Regions from separate parts of the Rattus norvegicus genome. Here regions 1 and 3 are each linked to region 2. The links are chromatin contacts, called in public Hi-C maps. All regions are on one chromosome and are shown on one strand. The core of a region is the stretch at or near the end of the contact, and the rest is flanking DNA. Distances in the headings are between cores, read along the strand shown.

Evidence for each region. Hi-C and Micro-C count contacts between places; a contact is called where the count stands out from the background.
Region 1: a Hi-C map of liver shows a contact between it and region 2, with 2.6 times the contacts expected there. The contact joins the promoter of Plk4 here to the promoter of Larp1b in region 2. A contact is called at or near these places in 2 of 12 Hi-C or Micro-C datasets (liver and mammary epithelial cells).
Region 3: a contact with region 2 is called in a Hi-C map of liver, with 3 times the contacts expected there. The contact joins the promoter of Pgrmc2 here to the promoter of Larp1b in region 2. A contact is called at or near these places in 3 of 12 Hi-C or Micro-C datasets (kidney, liver and prefrontal cortex).

What each region holds. Positions count from the first base shown.
Region 1 is chr2:125,729,049-125,731,748 of GRCr8, reverse strand. It overlaps Plk4 (polo-like kinase 4), which reads right to left and starts at 1,269. Exons shown (of 16, transcript NM_001395103.1): 1 at 1,025-1,269; 2 at 225-320. The coding sequence starts at 1,054.
Region 2 is chr2:125,862,563-125,865,262 of GRCr8, reverse strand. It overlaps Larp1b (La ribonucleoprotein 1B), which reads right to left and starts at 1,266. Exons shown (of 10, transcript NM_001415051.1): 1 at 430-1,266. The coding sequence starts at 958.
Region 3 is chr2:126,010,660-126,013,359 of GRCr8, reverse strand. It overlaps Pgrmc2 (progesterone receptor membrane component 2), which reads left to right and starts at 1,270. Exons shown (of 3, transcript NM_001008374.1): 1 at 1,270-1,676. The coding sequence starts at 1,277.

The DNA.
Region 1 (2,700 bases), core at 20-2,519, 130 kb after region 2:
TTAAGAGTCTCTTAAATGTCTTTAAATTCAGATGCTGCACTTAACAGCACTGTCTTTTGAATATCCATTATATTATGCAATGTATTACTACATATGCACACATGCGGGAGGTGGCAGGTGCATGCAGTCTTTAGTAGATAGAGTGGGCATTTTGAATAGCACCCCTCTATTGCTCTTTAGTACCTTGCAAAATACTGAAGAAACAATAATTAATACTTTCTTACCATTTTGATTGCAACTTCCAAACCAGTGTGTATGGACTCAGCTCTGTAGACACCAGCAAATGATCCTTTACCAAGTAGATTTCCAACCTTAAAGTCCTTAAAAAAATTTAAAGATTACAAGTGAGGAATCGCAGAACTAGAAAGCAAGAAAGCTAGGTAGGAACTGGAATGTAAAATGGGCCAGGGGGAAAATGGGACATAGTTCAAGAAGCTGCCACACCTCGATGATGCAGGTGTCTGGGGTGGAAGGCATCTTGATGCTGAGAGACTTTCTAAGCTCCAGCCCTGTTGGAAGCTAAGGACTCTAATGAGCTGGTTAACTCGGGTCCCAACTCTGGTCCATCAGGCTCCCGCCGCAGCTCCCGCCACGGTAACCGCCGTCCCCGGGGAGGGGGCAGGCGGAGCGCGGCTTTGGAGGCGGGAGTGGCAATCCGACGCCTAGGGGAGCCGGGACCGGGCGGGGCCCACAGCTGGCGACACACTTGCTGGGTACCAGGCGCTCCCCTCCGGGCGGGGCTCCCAGGGGCGGGCCGCTTCGCTGGTCCCTCCACAATCTGCCCAGTCACTGCGCCTGCCCGCGGAACACCGCATTACCTGTGTCACTGAGCACCAGTGAGTGAGCGAGCGCCTCATCCAGACTAACTCAGCCTGCGCCCGCCCGCTCCGGTGTTTGTACCAAGCGGTATTCCGACCTTCCCTCAGCACAGTGCTCGGTGCACCTCAGCTTAGTCGGTCCCCGAATATCAGAGTCCGCCTCACTCGGACCTTCCCTCGGTTCCGCGCCCGCCCGCCCGCCTCACCTCGATCCTCTCTCCGATGCACGCCGCCATGTTCCCGAGCCGCCGGTGCCCCGGGTTCGGCCGTCTCGCAGTCCCTCCGAGGCAGCGCTCCGAGAAGCCAGCAGGTCTTGGCGCCCATCAGGATGCTTTCTCTATGCCGCCGCCGCTGGCGACGCCGCCAACGCCACCGAAAGTTTATCTCGGTACCTCCAGAGGCCTGGGCGGCGCATCGATGCTCCCATTTTGAAAAATTCCCGCCGGTCTCCGAACCGGCCAGGCTGGCGGTGACGTCAGCACTCTCCACTTCTGAGAGGCTGAGACCGACGCGCATGCGCGGCAGGGGCTTCCGCGCTCTGGTCCGGAAGTGGGTCCAAGTTTGATGGAAAGTGGTCGGTGTGAAACTGACCAAAACGCGGACGCTAACAGTGGATGTTTCTAGTTGGTAGGTTACGTTTTGATCTGAAGGACGACGCAGTTTCAGAGCCGGGAGCAGAGCGCAATACCAGAGGGTTTCCCTAGCATACTCCGGACTTTGGCTTTCCCTAACAATTCTTTCAAATAAGTGTTTAGACTTGACCTGGGGGGGTAAAGTCGATTACCTTCCTTAGAATAAGCCCCGCCCACCTTGTACACCTTCGTAGTTTTTCCCCTTTATACAGCTATTATGTTTTTCCCCTTTATACAGCTATTAATGTGTGATGCTTTAAGATGATGAATAGTATAGCGAAAATACCGACTCTGCTTTAAAGGCGTGGGGATGTACTTGAGTGGTAAAATGCTTGTCAAGCACGTACAAATCCTTGGGTTCCAGCCCCTTCTCTCCCAGCAATCCCCTGCCCAGGCAAATATTAAAAGTTGGGACACAGCGACACACTCGTTGAGTCCGTCCTTGGATTGTAACAAGTTTCAGGTTAACCTGGGCTACCAATCTCACAAATTATATGTGACTTAGGCTAAGTTATTTTCCTTGAAAACTGTTTTGAATAGTAGTAAGGATCTTTACAAGCAGAGAAAAGAGGTAATCACAAACTGTTAGTAAATAAACCTGCAGGGTTTTTTTTAAGCTTAGTTGTCCTGAGATTTTAAATCAGATGCAAAAGATCAAAAGTAATGACTTGTTTTTAAGGCCCGAAATCGTGTGTTATCTCTCAGTCTGCCTGTGTTTTATCTCCTTTAAACAGAAGTCCTAATAGTATTACAATCCAGGTCTAGGTTGTTATCCTGAAATGCCAGTGACTCCAGGACAGGAAAAAGACTGGTTTGGAAAGACAGCAAACCAAAGATAATGGCACTTGGGGAAGGAGCGTGTGTGTGTTTGTCTGGCAACAAAAATGGATCTCAAAGGGCAGTTTAGAAAGACTAAGTGAGGTCCTTATTTGGGACCATTTTCTTTGACTGTTATATCCTTGAGATAAATTAAAGCCAATCTCCACACATATTTAGATGAACACATTGTTATCCTGCAAACAAAGCATCATTTCACAAGTGCTTGGCCCATGCTTTCCAGTTCCAGTTCTCAGGGGTTGGAGATATGACACAGTGATTGAGAGCTTGCTGCTGTGGGAGAAAGGGCCATATTCATCAGTCCTCCCTGCTGTCAGCTTGCCTTCTGTTACCCAAGTCCATGGGCTCTGATGCCATCTTCTGGCTTCTATTGGCATGACACTCATGTACACAAACCTATACTTACATATACT
Region 2 (2,700 bases), core at 17-2,516:
CAGACTCCCAGTCAACTGTCCTATCTCAGGCATTCTGAAACACAACCGAAAAACACCTAATACCAGCTGCCTTCAGAGCCACATCTACCTGGCAGCTTTTTGAGACTTTCGTTTCACCAACTTTACCTCAGGAGCGAGCCCGATCGCGCTTCCACTTACTCACACGCAGGCTCGTCCCGACTCGCTTCCACTCTGTGGCAAGTTCGCGGAAACTTTTCCACAGTATTCACCGCGTCCAGGACGCCGACACGTGAAGGCACGAGCCCAACACGGCCGCGCTGCCCAGTCACCCACGCCGTGCCCCTACCCGTCAAGGAGAACCTGAGGTCCCACCTCTTCCTGTCGCTCCCTCTCCCACATGTCCATTTATGTAAATCGGCACAGTGAATGACACCTAGGAACCAAACACCTCCCGCGGATCGCACTCACCGGCCTCCGGGGAGTCCTGAGCGGGCGGCGGCACGCCGGTGCCCACCGGGGACAGGTGCTGAGGCAGCTTCTTGGTCCACGGGTTCCCCTTTGGCAGCGGCGGCGGCTTGTCCTCGAGGCCGGCTGCCGCTGGGTCCTCACGGACGTCCTCCGGTGGGTCCCGAGGTGCTGGCGGCGGCGGCGGTGGCGGCGGCGGTGGTGGTGGCGGCGGCGGCGGCGGGGCCTCCCCGCCGAAGGGACCCCCGGGCGCACGCGCCTTGTGCGCCAGGTGCAGCGCCAGCGGCCTCACGGGCACGGCCGCTTGCGGCACGCTGTGTCCCAGCACGAGCGCCGGCGACGGCTCTCCCCGCGCCCCCGCGCTGGTGGCGGCCGCGGCCCGCTCCTCCCTCGCCTCTTTGCCCTCCCGCTCGCCGGGCGCCGGCTGCTCCGCCCGCCGGCTCGCCGCTGCCAACAGCGCGTCCCGGTCTCCGGCCACGGCGGGCGGGTCCTCCCGGGGGGCAGCGGCGGGCACCGGGGCGCGAGCGGACATGGCCGGCCCCTGGCCCCAGCCTCCTGCCCAGCCTGGGGCCGTCCGGGTCCAGGGAGCCCGGCCGCCCCTCTCTCCACACGGGGGCACCGACCCGCTTCGGTCCTGGGACGCGGAACCTGCCCGCCGAGGCGTGCAGCGCCCGGCGTGCCCGTCCTCCCCGCCCGCCGAGCGGAGCGCTAACCGCCCGCCGCCCGGCCTCGTCGCAGCGCACGGCTGGAGCTCGCCACACGCGCCGGGCGCGCCCGAGCCGCGAGCCCTCAGCGGGCGCGGGCGACGACGCGGCGCTCCAGCCAGTCTGAAGGATCTCTGGCGAGCCGCGGAGGCGCGCGCGGCCTTAGCCGGTAACTGCCCCAGAGGGCGGGGCGTGCAGAGGGCGAGGCAGTCGGGGGCGGGGCGTGCAGAGGGCGAGGAAGGCAACTGGGCGGGGCGTGCGGAGGGCGAGGAGGGCCAATGGGCGGGGTGGTCAAATAGGCGGGGCGTTTATAGGCCGAGGCGGGCCGATGGGCTGGGCGTGCGGAGGCGGAGGCGTCCAAGAGGCGGGGCGCGCAGAGGGCGAGGCGGGCCAATGGGCGGGGCGTGATAAAGGCAAGACAGCCAAGAGAATCAGCGTTCGGTAGGCGAGGTGCCCAAGGACCAGGGCGAGGGCCAGTCAGGGTGAGGGGCGGGGCGGGTAGAGGACGAGGCAGGGTAGGGGGCGGGCACCCTGGAGAGTGACATGCCTACTCACTGGCATCCCTAAACGCTGCGGGCGACCGCGGCCTGAGGAGTCTTCGCGAGTGCGGCGGGCGTGGTTTGATGAGGGCCCCGCCCTAGCGGCCAGCGAGGTTGAACCTGCACTCTTGGGGAGCACCCGACATCTGTGACCCAGGGACAAGGAGGACTCTCCTCCGGAACCGGGAGGATTAGAAAGCCCATATTGCGCTTCAGGTTCTTCAGGAGGGTGGGTCCTTAGGACCCGGGAAAAGTTTTCCGCTAACGCTGTGGACTCCGTAGGCACTCCTGATCCGCAGCCAAGTTCAGGTGAAGACTCAGCCGCGACATTAAGTGACATTAAGTGACAAGTGCACTTACTTGTCCGTCCTGATTCTAACCCACAGACAACGAAATGCTTGAGTTCTCTTGAGTAAAGCAAACACTTAACATTTCGCCACCTTTTTCATTTTTCACTTTTTCAATGACTTTTGATGTTTTCAAACTAGATGTTCGGTAGCACAAGTTGACCTCGATCTCGAGGTTGGCCGTGAGCTTTCTTTTCCCCTTGCTTTTGAGACAGCGTACTACTATAGTCCAGGCTGCCCTGGAAGCCATCGACTTAGACCAGTCTGGTTCTGAACTCAAAGGAATGCACCTGCCTCAGCCTTTTAAATGTTGGGATGACTACAGGCGTGAGTACTAGGCACCAGGCAGTCTTGAACTTTTTTTAAAGAATTCTTTTAGAGTTCCTAGGGCTGGTATTAAAGCTTAAGGACCACACCCAGTAGGCTTTGTACATTCAGTCTCTCCGTCTAGATGTCTTTTTTTAGATCTGCCTGCCTCTGCCTCCCAAATGCTGTGATTAAAGAAGTGCACTGCCTCACCCAGCATGAATTATTCTATTTTTAATTACAGGAATGTGAGTACGTGTGTGCATTTGTGTGTACAATTGTGCAGGTGCCCCAGATTACCGGAGGAATTGGATCACCCTTAGCTGGAGATACAGGCTGTTGTGAGCTGCCCAGCACCGTACTGGGGAGACCAAGTGG
Region 3 (2,700 bases), core at 21-2,520, 150 kb before region 2:
TTCATGACAAATCAATTTCGGTTTCTCTAAGTACATTTTCAATTGGAACACTACTACCATGCTCCTTCTCTTCTACCTTATGGCCCACAGCACTTAAATATATAATCCATTACAGAAAAAAAAATCTCAACCCCCCCTGCACTAAAGCCACCACTAGAGTGTTATGTACAATGGTTAGTTTCCCATCCCATTCCTTTCTTCAAATGCTAAAACCTCTCTAGGGAAGTTATGATCACCAATATCGTTAGTGGGTAGTACTCTCCTATCCACTGACACTAAAGGCAGTTATCTAAAAACTAATAACAGCTAGAAAAGCCCATTCCTACTTTTCTAGACTACTGCTTATGCCAAAGCCTGAGTCAGCTCCTTTGTGCTGGGTAGCTCACCCCTAAGCTGCCACAGTTCGTCTATACCTGTCCCTGACCCTCGGTTGTTCAAAGTTACAAGGTTGGTCATTCCCTGGATGCACCTTCCTTCCTCACAAGCAGAGCGACAGAAGCCTGTCAAACTAGTTGAGGGTGCGAGATGGGTGGAATTCACACTAGAAAGCCAGGACTCCCGCAGGCCCCAGAGCAGGGCTATGGAGCGAGAGCCACAGGCTGCATTATCCGCGCACGCCCACCGCGGGGGTGCAAGGCGCAGAGAGCTTGCGTCCAACTCCGGTTAGGGGTACTCCCCAAAGTAGCGTGGGTCCGGATCTGTGGCTTCACGGCGCATCTAGGACGAGTGCCCGAAGCCCGCATCCGGGCTTCACATGCGGCCCCTAGCTCCAACCCCATTGCGGCCTCAGTCTTACGTCGTCACGGACGCGAACCTGCCGTCTTCCAGAGAAGCAGCTGCTGGGCGCACGCGCGCGAGCAGCAGGGAGGGGTTGCTGAAGAGAGCCCAGCGCGTGGCGTTCCAGGGCCCGCGCACGCGCCCTGACGGCGTTCCGCCCATATCCGCGAGTACGCACGCGCATAGCCGGCTCTGGGCCCCCCCCCCTTTATTTTTCTTCAGCCCCGCCCCTCCCTTACACTCCCTTAGCCGAAGCGTTGGGGCTGTGAGAGCAGGGAAGTGTGGGGCGAGGTGGGCGGGGCGTCGCCCGCGCGCGCTGCCAGCCAGAGCTGGAGCTACGAGAGCGAAGCCAGGCAACGTTACCCAGCCAACAGCCAATAAGTAGCCGGCGCTGCCACGCCCCAGCCACTCACGTGATTGGCTGAGCGCCGCCTGGTGGGCAGGGCCGCGGTCTTGGGGAGGGCAGGGGGCGGGAGGAGGAAGGCGCTGGCGGGCAGTGATGGCGGCGGGTGATGGGGACGTAAAGCTAAGCACCCTGGGGAGCGGCGGGGAGCGTGGCGGCGACGGGAGCCCGGGTGGCGCGGGAGCGACGGCAGCGAGGAGCAGTTGGGTGGCAGCGCTGCTGGCGACGGGCGGGGAGATGCTGCTGAACGTGGCGCTGGTGGCGCTGGTGCTGCTGGGGGCCTACCGGCTGTGGGTGCGCTGGGGGCGGCGTGGTCTATGCTCGGGACCCGGGGCGGGCGAGGAGAGCCCGGCCGCCACGCTGCCGCGCATGAAGAAGCGGGACTTCAGCCTGGAGCAGCTGCGCCAGTACGACGGGGCGCGCACGCCGCGCATCCTGCTCGCGGTCAATGGGAAAGTCTTCGACGTGACCAAAGGCAGCAAGTTCTACGGCCCCGGTGAGGAGTGAGGGGTGTCGGGGGGGCCCGGGACACCCTATCCCCGCCGCGGCCCGGTACCTGGACTGCAGCCCCGCGCACGCCCCCAGTTGTGGGCGTCGTGAGGGGTTCAGTGGTGCCCCACAAACCTGCTCTCGGCGTTCCTGCCCTTCCCAACCCGTCTCTCCTCGCAGCTTTTCCTGGGACTGAAATTCTCAAAATTGTTAAGAGTTGTCTCTAGTCACGTTGGCTTTCAACCTTTCTTCGGAGCTTTTTTATTTCTGAGCTTTGTCGGAGCAAGGGAGCTAAAGTGGCGCCCCAAAGTTTTCGGCCCTGTGTAAGACAGCTTTCTTTTGATTCTGGATTGTCTGTTTGACACTTACGTACTCTTACTAGTCTCCGGACTTGTCTGCCTAGAGTCAGGGTTAGGGACACGTAGTTTCAAGTCCCAACCCTGAAGCTCGATTTCAGAACCACCCCGGACTCGTTTTCATTCTTTTTCTAAAAAGTCAGTTTTGGCTCTAAGATGCTTTCCAAGATTAACAACTTTATGTTAAGATGAGAACGAACCAGAATGTAAACCTTAATAAGTAAGACTGCCAAAGATATTGGCCCTGACTATAGGGGGTGGAGCTCTTCTGCCCAGGAGGCAGGCGTGGCTCTGGCTTTGGCTCTGGCTCTTGAGTCTCTCCCTCCTTCCCTCCTCTCCTTTTTCTGCTAATAGTAAGATAAGTATTCAAATACCCGTTGAAAATGAATTATTATATTTCCCTTAACAGAATGGGACGCCCGGGGGGCGGGGTGGGGCACGAATCTAGAAGAGCCAAACTTCTCGCCCCCTGCCATGCACTGGTTCTTCTAGTTGAAGGTTTTACAACTTTTCTTTCAGAGAATTATGTGGAAGGTAGTTAGTTGCTGTAGAGGCCCTCTTGCAGTATAGTGGTAATCTATATTTCGGATTGTGCAAATAAACTTCAGACCCGGGGTATCTGTTGGAAGCCCATAAAATTGAACAACATTGTGCAGTGCTTATTAGTGCTTTAAA